2 separate regions of the Mus musculus genome follow, and region 1 is linked to region 2. The links are chromatin contacts, called in public HiCAR-type maps. All regions are on one chromosome and are shown on one strand. Each heading gives the region's core, a stretch centred on a gene start, on an enhancer-like site or on the middle of the called end of the contact. The rest is flanking DNA. Distances are from core to core; before and after follow the strand shown.

Region 1 (2,700 bases), core at 129-2,628, 430 kb after region 2:
GGCATGATCATATTTATTGCTAAATTAATGTTAAAATCCATTTTTTAAAAAACATCAAGCTTATATACCAAAAAAAGAAACAAAAAACTCCCACAACAGCAACAAAATACTTTTAAAACAATACTTTTTTTTTTAAAATAATACTTTTAAAGCTTAAAGCCTAGGGGCTGGAGAGACGGCACAGTGAGGTTAAGATAGCTGCTCTTCCAGAGGACCCTGGTTCAATTCCCAGCACCCACATGGCAGCTCACAACTGCCTGTAACTCCAATTCCAGGGGATCTGATATCCTCACAGACATACAAGGAAAGAAAAAAGCTTAACGTCTGCTAAACAACGATAATCACAAATGGTGTAAAAACAAAACTTTTTTTTTTGAAACTTGCATGTGCATTTATAAAATGGATCCTTTTCATCAGAAGTGCACTTAAGACTTAGCAATCAGTCTTGACTTTCACAAAACTCTACCATCTTCTCTTGCACCACCAATCCTCATGCTCCAAGACCACAACCGCAGAATTGGCTCATTTGTTCCCTGACCTTTAATTTGTTCAGAGAGGGGACCTCCCAAAGAAGACCCTGAGCCCCCAAAGCAGTGCTGAGATAATCTCTCCCGTCAGTTCAATCCAAACCAGAACCTGTAGTTAGCTCCCTTGTTCCCAGATGACTTCGAAATGTCAAAATAGTTTTCTTATTCGAGAGCCCAGGGTTTATCTTTAGTTTTTATTTATAGGTTGGACACCATGACACCGTGGTCAAAGCTAACAAAATAAAAAAGTTAGCCTGGGCGCCTGGAAGTTAAGAAGAGGCTTCAGCTCCTCTCAGAGCGCAGGATGGGAAGCAGGCTGAAGCCACAGGCGGTGAGAGGTGGCCTATAAACCGCTATAAAAAAAAGCGAAACAGGCTCCAGCCCTCCGGGCCTCAGCTACCTTCAATACTTCTGCCTCGGGGAAGAGGAAGCCAGGCCCAGCACAGGAAGGTGGCAGCCCTGGGTAGGTATGAGAAGCCTTTATCCTGGGGTATCACACAGGGCAAAGGCAACCAAAACTACCCAGGTCCCGAGTCCTCCCTCGTGTGACTCCTCTCCCCAGCTGATACCAGTTGAAGACAAGATTTTTATTAGTTATTTTAATGTTTGGGAAGATGTCATCAAGCCTTCAAGTAATCCCCAAATTCCGGCCTTCTACGAGGGTATTTTCGGTAGCCCCACCCCCTGCCCCAGGACCTGTAGATCTTGTTTATAATTACTTTTGGCTTCCTTTGTTATTACTTTGGCAAAGGAGTTCCGGCCCATTGACTCAATATTCATTTACTTGGCCCCAGGCCAAGCCAGGAAGTGGCCAGCCGGTGGGGGAAGGTAGAGATGCGGGGAACCTGGCTTCCATAGGAGGTGAAGACGTGTCTAGGGGACAAGGAGGCTGAGACCTTCCAGGGTGAGGTGGGTGACAGGACCAGCTCGCTGAGGTTTCCAGGCAAAGACTCCACAACTATGGGACCTTACTGAAAGGTCAGGAGAGGAAGTTCTGGGAGGTTTTATGAGCTCCAGAGCAAAAGAGGAGCCTGAGGGATAGCTGATATCTTAGTGAGCGTTCTGGGAGGATTAGGCCAGGTTCTTTTAGAAGCTTTTACATAAAAGAGGAATAAGGATAAGGTGAGAGGTTTAGAATCAGGCAATGGGAGGGTGGGAACTCCAATTTAATCACTTTAGTGGAGGTTAACCTCAGCAATTGCTTACTTTTTTCTAAGAGTTATTTAGGAGAGAGCGGCTACCCCTGCTTTCCAAGGCCAGTTTTGAGATTAGCAGAGAATGTACACCTTAGCCCAATCCACTGGACTGATTCTTTTTAACTCAATGGTTAAAGAGGCGACATGAACCGGTTCAGGGCCTGGGAGGTGGCTCAGTGGGTAAGTCTTTTCCATTGGAGAGTAACAACCGGGAGTTTGAATCACCTTCTGTGAAGGCTCCCAGAGCTCCTGTGGGGAGATGTGAGGCAGAGACAGAATTTCCAGAAGCTCAGGGGCCAGTTCACCTGGAATACGGTACAGAGAAGTGGAATGCAGAAGAGAGACCCTGATCTCCAACACGGAAGGATGCCAAGCGTCAACAACACCCGTTTACTCTCTGACCTCCACAAACATGTAGTGAGCCTCACGACCCTCACTCGCGCACACACCACACTTACTCAAACAACAAAAGAAAGAAAAGGAAGCAGACTTCTGCTCAACAGAAGAAGGGGCCTAAGGTAAAGGCTGCATAAACATGGAAGATACTAAGCTCTCGGCTGAACGACTGGGTAGCTCTGAGGAACCTGGTGGCGGGAGGTTCTTAGTTGACCAAAACGCATTACTATAGGTAATTAAATAAAGGAACTCGTATTGAAAAAGCTACTGGAGAGTATGAAAAATGAGCTTTAGGCTTTGGGGACCAAAATTCTATCATGACTTCTGTTTTGAAAGTGCCCAGGGTATATATTTCTGTTTATAGAAGCCATATTCCACTGTAGAACTGTTCAGTTTCTATCTCCTTACATAGACTTGCACGGAAATGATTCTACATGGATGCCTCGCTCTTGAAAGTTTTAAACAGCCCATCAGAGGTGTAAGAGTACTATTTAAAGAGTGAAGCATCATGGAAGGCTTAAAAAAAGGGAGAATGGAGTAAGCCCAATTCTTAGCACTTTCTACCTAAAATTAAGCGACCA
Region 2 (2,700 bases), core at 120-2,619:
AAACCCTAACTAAGACCCACTCTAACAAAAATATTTACTGAGCTGCCATACAGAAAACAAGTCTTAGCAGGGAGTCAAGCAAAAAGTAAAGAGAGACCAGAGAGAGACTAAGATGCAAGAATCATGACGTGAAAACGTGGTAAACACGTATTCATGCCGAGTGCACACACACATCATATAACAATCCTCCACAAATAAGACCAGTGCCATGCTCCCATGAGAACGTGGCTTGCCCAGTGTCTCCCGGCCTGGTGAAAAAGGTCAGACTGGAATATAACAGTTAACCTGAAGCACTCACTAGGTCTTGATCACTGCTTCGTAGTCTTGCCCTCAAGCACATGCAAGCTGCCCAGGAGAAAGAGGCCATTAAGGGCTGAGTGAGCCAAAGGCCCTCAGGACTGGTTCACAGCGCGTGTCAGTGAAAGGTCCCTATTTACCTGCAACTTCAGGAGGTGTCCGGTTGGGGTGGGGCTCCTCATGGAGTGATTTAGAAGAGATGGTATGTGAGGCTCATGCCACCGGAGGGGACCTGCCTGATCCTCTGCTGGAGCTATCTGCGCATGCCTGCTCATACGACTCACTTCCTCCCCTCCCCCAACCCCTGCCCTCACTAAGCACAAGGAGACAAGGCTAAGGGACCATAGGACCTCATGCTGTTCTTTCCCTGTAAATCCCACCCCCCCTCCCCGCCCCGCCCCTCTTGCTTTCAGCAAGGGCTGCTAACAGGAACAATTCGAGACAGTCTTTCTGCTCTCTCTGCATTGCCCACTGTATTCTATAACAAGCTGTATAAGTGCCCAGAGAATAACGTGGTGCCAGGAAAACAGGATTCTCCTCTTACGAACTGGTTTGTTGCCTCTCAGCAAACAATGGGGGTTATATAACCCTTTCTTTCTCCCATTTTCGTCTTGCTTTCCAGGAAGTACAAAGATAAATTTACTACTTAGTTAAATATTCATCTTTGCCAAAGATTCTGGTATATTTTTTTCTCTGATTTTAATAGATTCACTTGACATGTCTTTTATTATGGCCCACTTCAAATCCTTTTTTATAATGGAAAAAAAATATAAACTACAAATAAAGTGAGGCCATCTCCTCTGCGTCCCACATAAAGCTGTTCCCTAAACCAACAAACGGCTAGAAGCCCAGAGTCCTCCCTCTCCTGTAGCTAAGAGCTACATCGTGTCTATCCAGCCACATCAGCAAGTATGCTCTCTGTTGTTCCTGCTCTCTGTAGCCCTATGGCACTGTCTGCATTTAGCTGTTTGTATGTAAACGCTTCACATGGCGTCTCCCTGCCTTCATCCTTCACCCTCTCTCACCCTCTCTTCTCTGCATCACCGACCTCAGTCAGTATGACATGTCAACGTTCTAACTGTGAACTGTTGTGAATGAGTCCTGTGTTTCAGGCTTAGGACTGGAGTCAGAAGGAGCCCCACCATTCCTAAAAGCCAACCCACGTCATTAATATTCTAGGATTTTTTTTTTTATGTTTTTATTTTTTGTATTTTGAGACAGGACTCCTCTGTTTTAGCTCTGGCTGTCCTGGAACTCTAAAGCAGGCTGGCTTCAAACTCACAGAGTGGGGGTGGGGGTGGGGTGAGGGATTAAAGGCATGCACCACCACCTTCTGGCTGGATAGCTTAACTCAAAGTAAACCTAAAGTGTTTTGTCAGGGATGTAGCTTGGTAGTGCTTAGCATAAAAAACAGCCCTGGGTTCAATCCCCAGCATTTTAGAAAACAAATTCCTAAGTTTTCCTGGGTGTAGTGGTACACAGCTGTAACCCTAGCATTTGGAATCCAGAAACAAGAGGATCACTCCAAGTTAAAAGCCAACCTGGTTTACACAGTGAGTTCCAGGATAACCAGGCTACCTGGTGAGACTGCCTCAAATTAAATAAATAATAAAAAAATACTTGCCATAACATTTGGAATAATGAAATAGCAATAGTCTCTAAAATAAATATTTACAGCTGGGAGCAGTGATGTCACCCATTCTACCAGCACTTGGGAGCCTGAGGCAGGAGGACTCCGACTGTGTTTGAGGGCAGCCTGGGCTAAGCGTGAGACCTGCCTCAAGAAGGAAATGAGAGCTGGGTGTGGACTCAAATGGCTTGCCAGAGGCAGAAGCAGAGTTCAAAGCCAGCTAGGCCACCAAAAGGAAGTTCCAGGTCAGCAAGGACTTTGCCTCCTAAAACAAACAAACAAACAAACAAACACACACACACACACAAAACAAACCAGCAAGCAAGCAGCGGAACACAAGGTGGATACACAGGTACCTGCTTGCTTGGCTTCGATGCAGGCGATGTTAATTTCTTCTTTCAAATCCCAGTTTTCGTTGGCTATAGCTTCCCCTACTTTAACAAATCTTCCAACTGCCAAGTTGACCGCTTGTCCCACACGCTGAATCGCTTGCAGGGTTTTATCAGACTTTTTGGTATTATCTTTATGGTTTATAAGTGTGGTGATCTGAAAATTAAAAAAAAAAGAAGAAGAAGAAGAAGAAACTTTTACCTCAATACTTAAAAATAAATAAATAAATAAAACTTTAAAAAAGATATCACAAAGACCAAGAAAATTAAACCCAGCATATCAGACCAAGCAAATCATTCGCCTTAGACCTTGCAGGCCAGGGGCCAGGAAGCAGAGCATCTTGCATCATTTCCCAGGACAATGCTTCTATTAATTGTGATTAC

The links. HiCAR-type assays count read pairs that join an accessible place to other places.
Region 1: a contact with region 2 is called in a HiCAR-type map of embryonic stem cells, with 2.4 times the contacts expected there. The contact joins two enhancer-like sites. A contact is called at or near these places in 2 of 484 Hi-C or Micro-C datasets (both in embryonic stem cells) and 4 of 115 datasets of contacts at active chromatin or transcription factors (all in embryonic stem cells).

The regions. Positions count from the first base shown.
Region 1 is chr4:57,278,088-57,280,787 of GRCm38.p6, forward strand. The region is part of intron 1 of Ptpn3 (protein tyrosine phosphatase, non-receptor type 3); the gene reads right to left. Among named protein-coding and RNA genes, the nearest start is that of Gm12536, 20 kb to the right of the region's middle. Within about 2 kb of position 1,379, at least 58 of the 459 cell types and tissues checked have an H3K27ac peak or open chromatin away from gene starts, as enhancers often do. A contact at or near this core is called in embryonic stem cells, where this site is marked.
Region 2 is chr4:56,845,527-56,848,226 of GRCm38.p6, forward strand. It overlaps Ctnnal1 (catenin (cadherin associated protein), alpha-like 1), which reads right to left. Exons shown (of 19, transcript NM_018761.3): 2 at 2,284-2,473. Among named protein-coding and RNA genes, the nearest start is that of Ctnnal1, 18 kb to the right of the region's middle. Within about 2 kb of position 1,370, at least 46 of the 459 cell types and tissues checked have an H3K27ac peak or open chromatin away from gene starts, as enhancers often do. A contact at or near this core is called in embryonic stem cells, where this site is marked.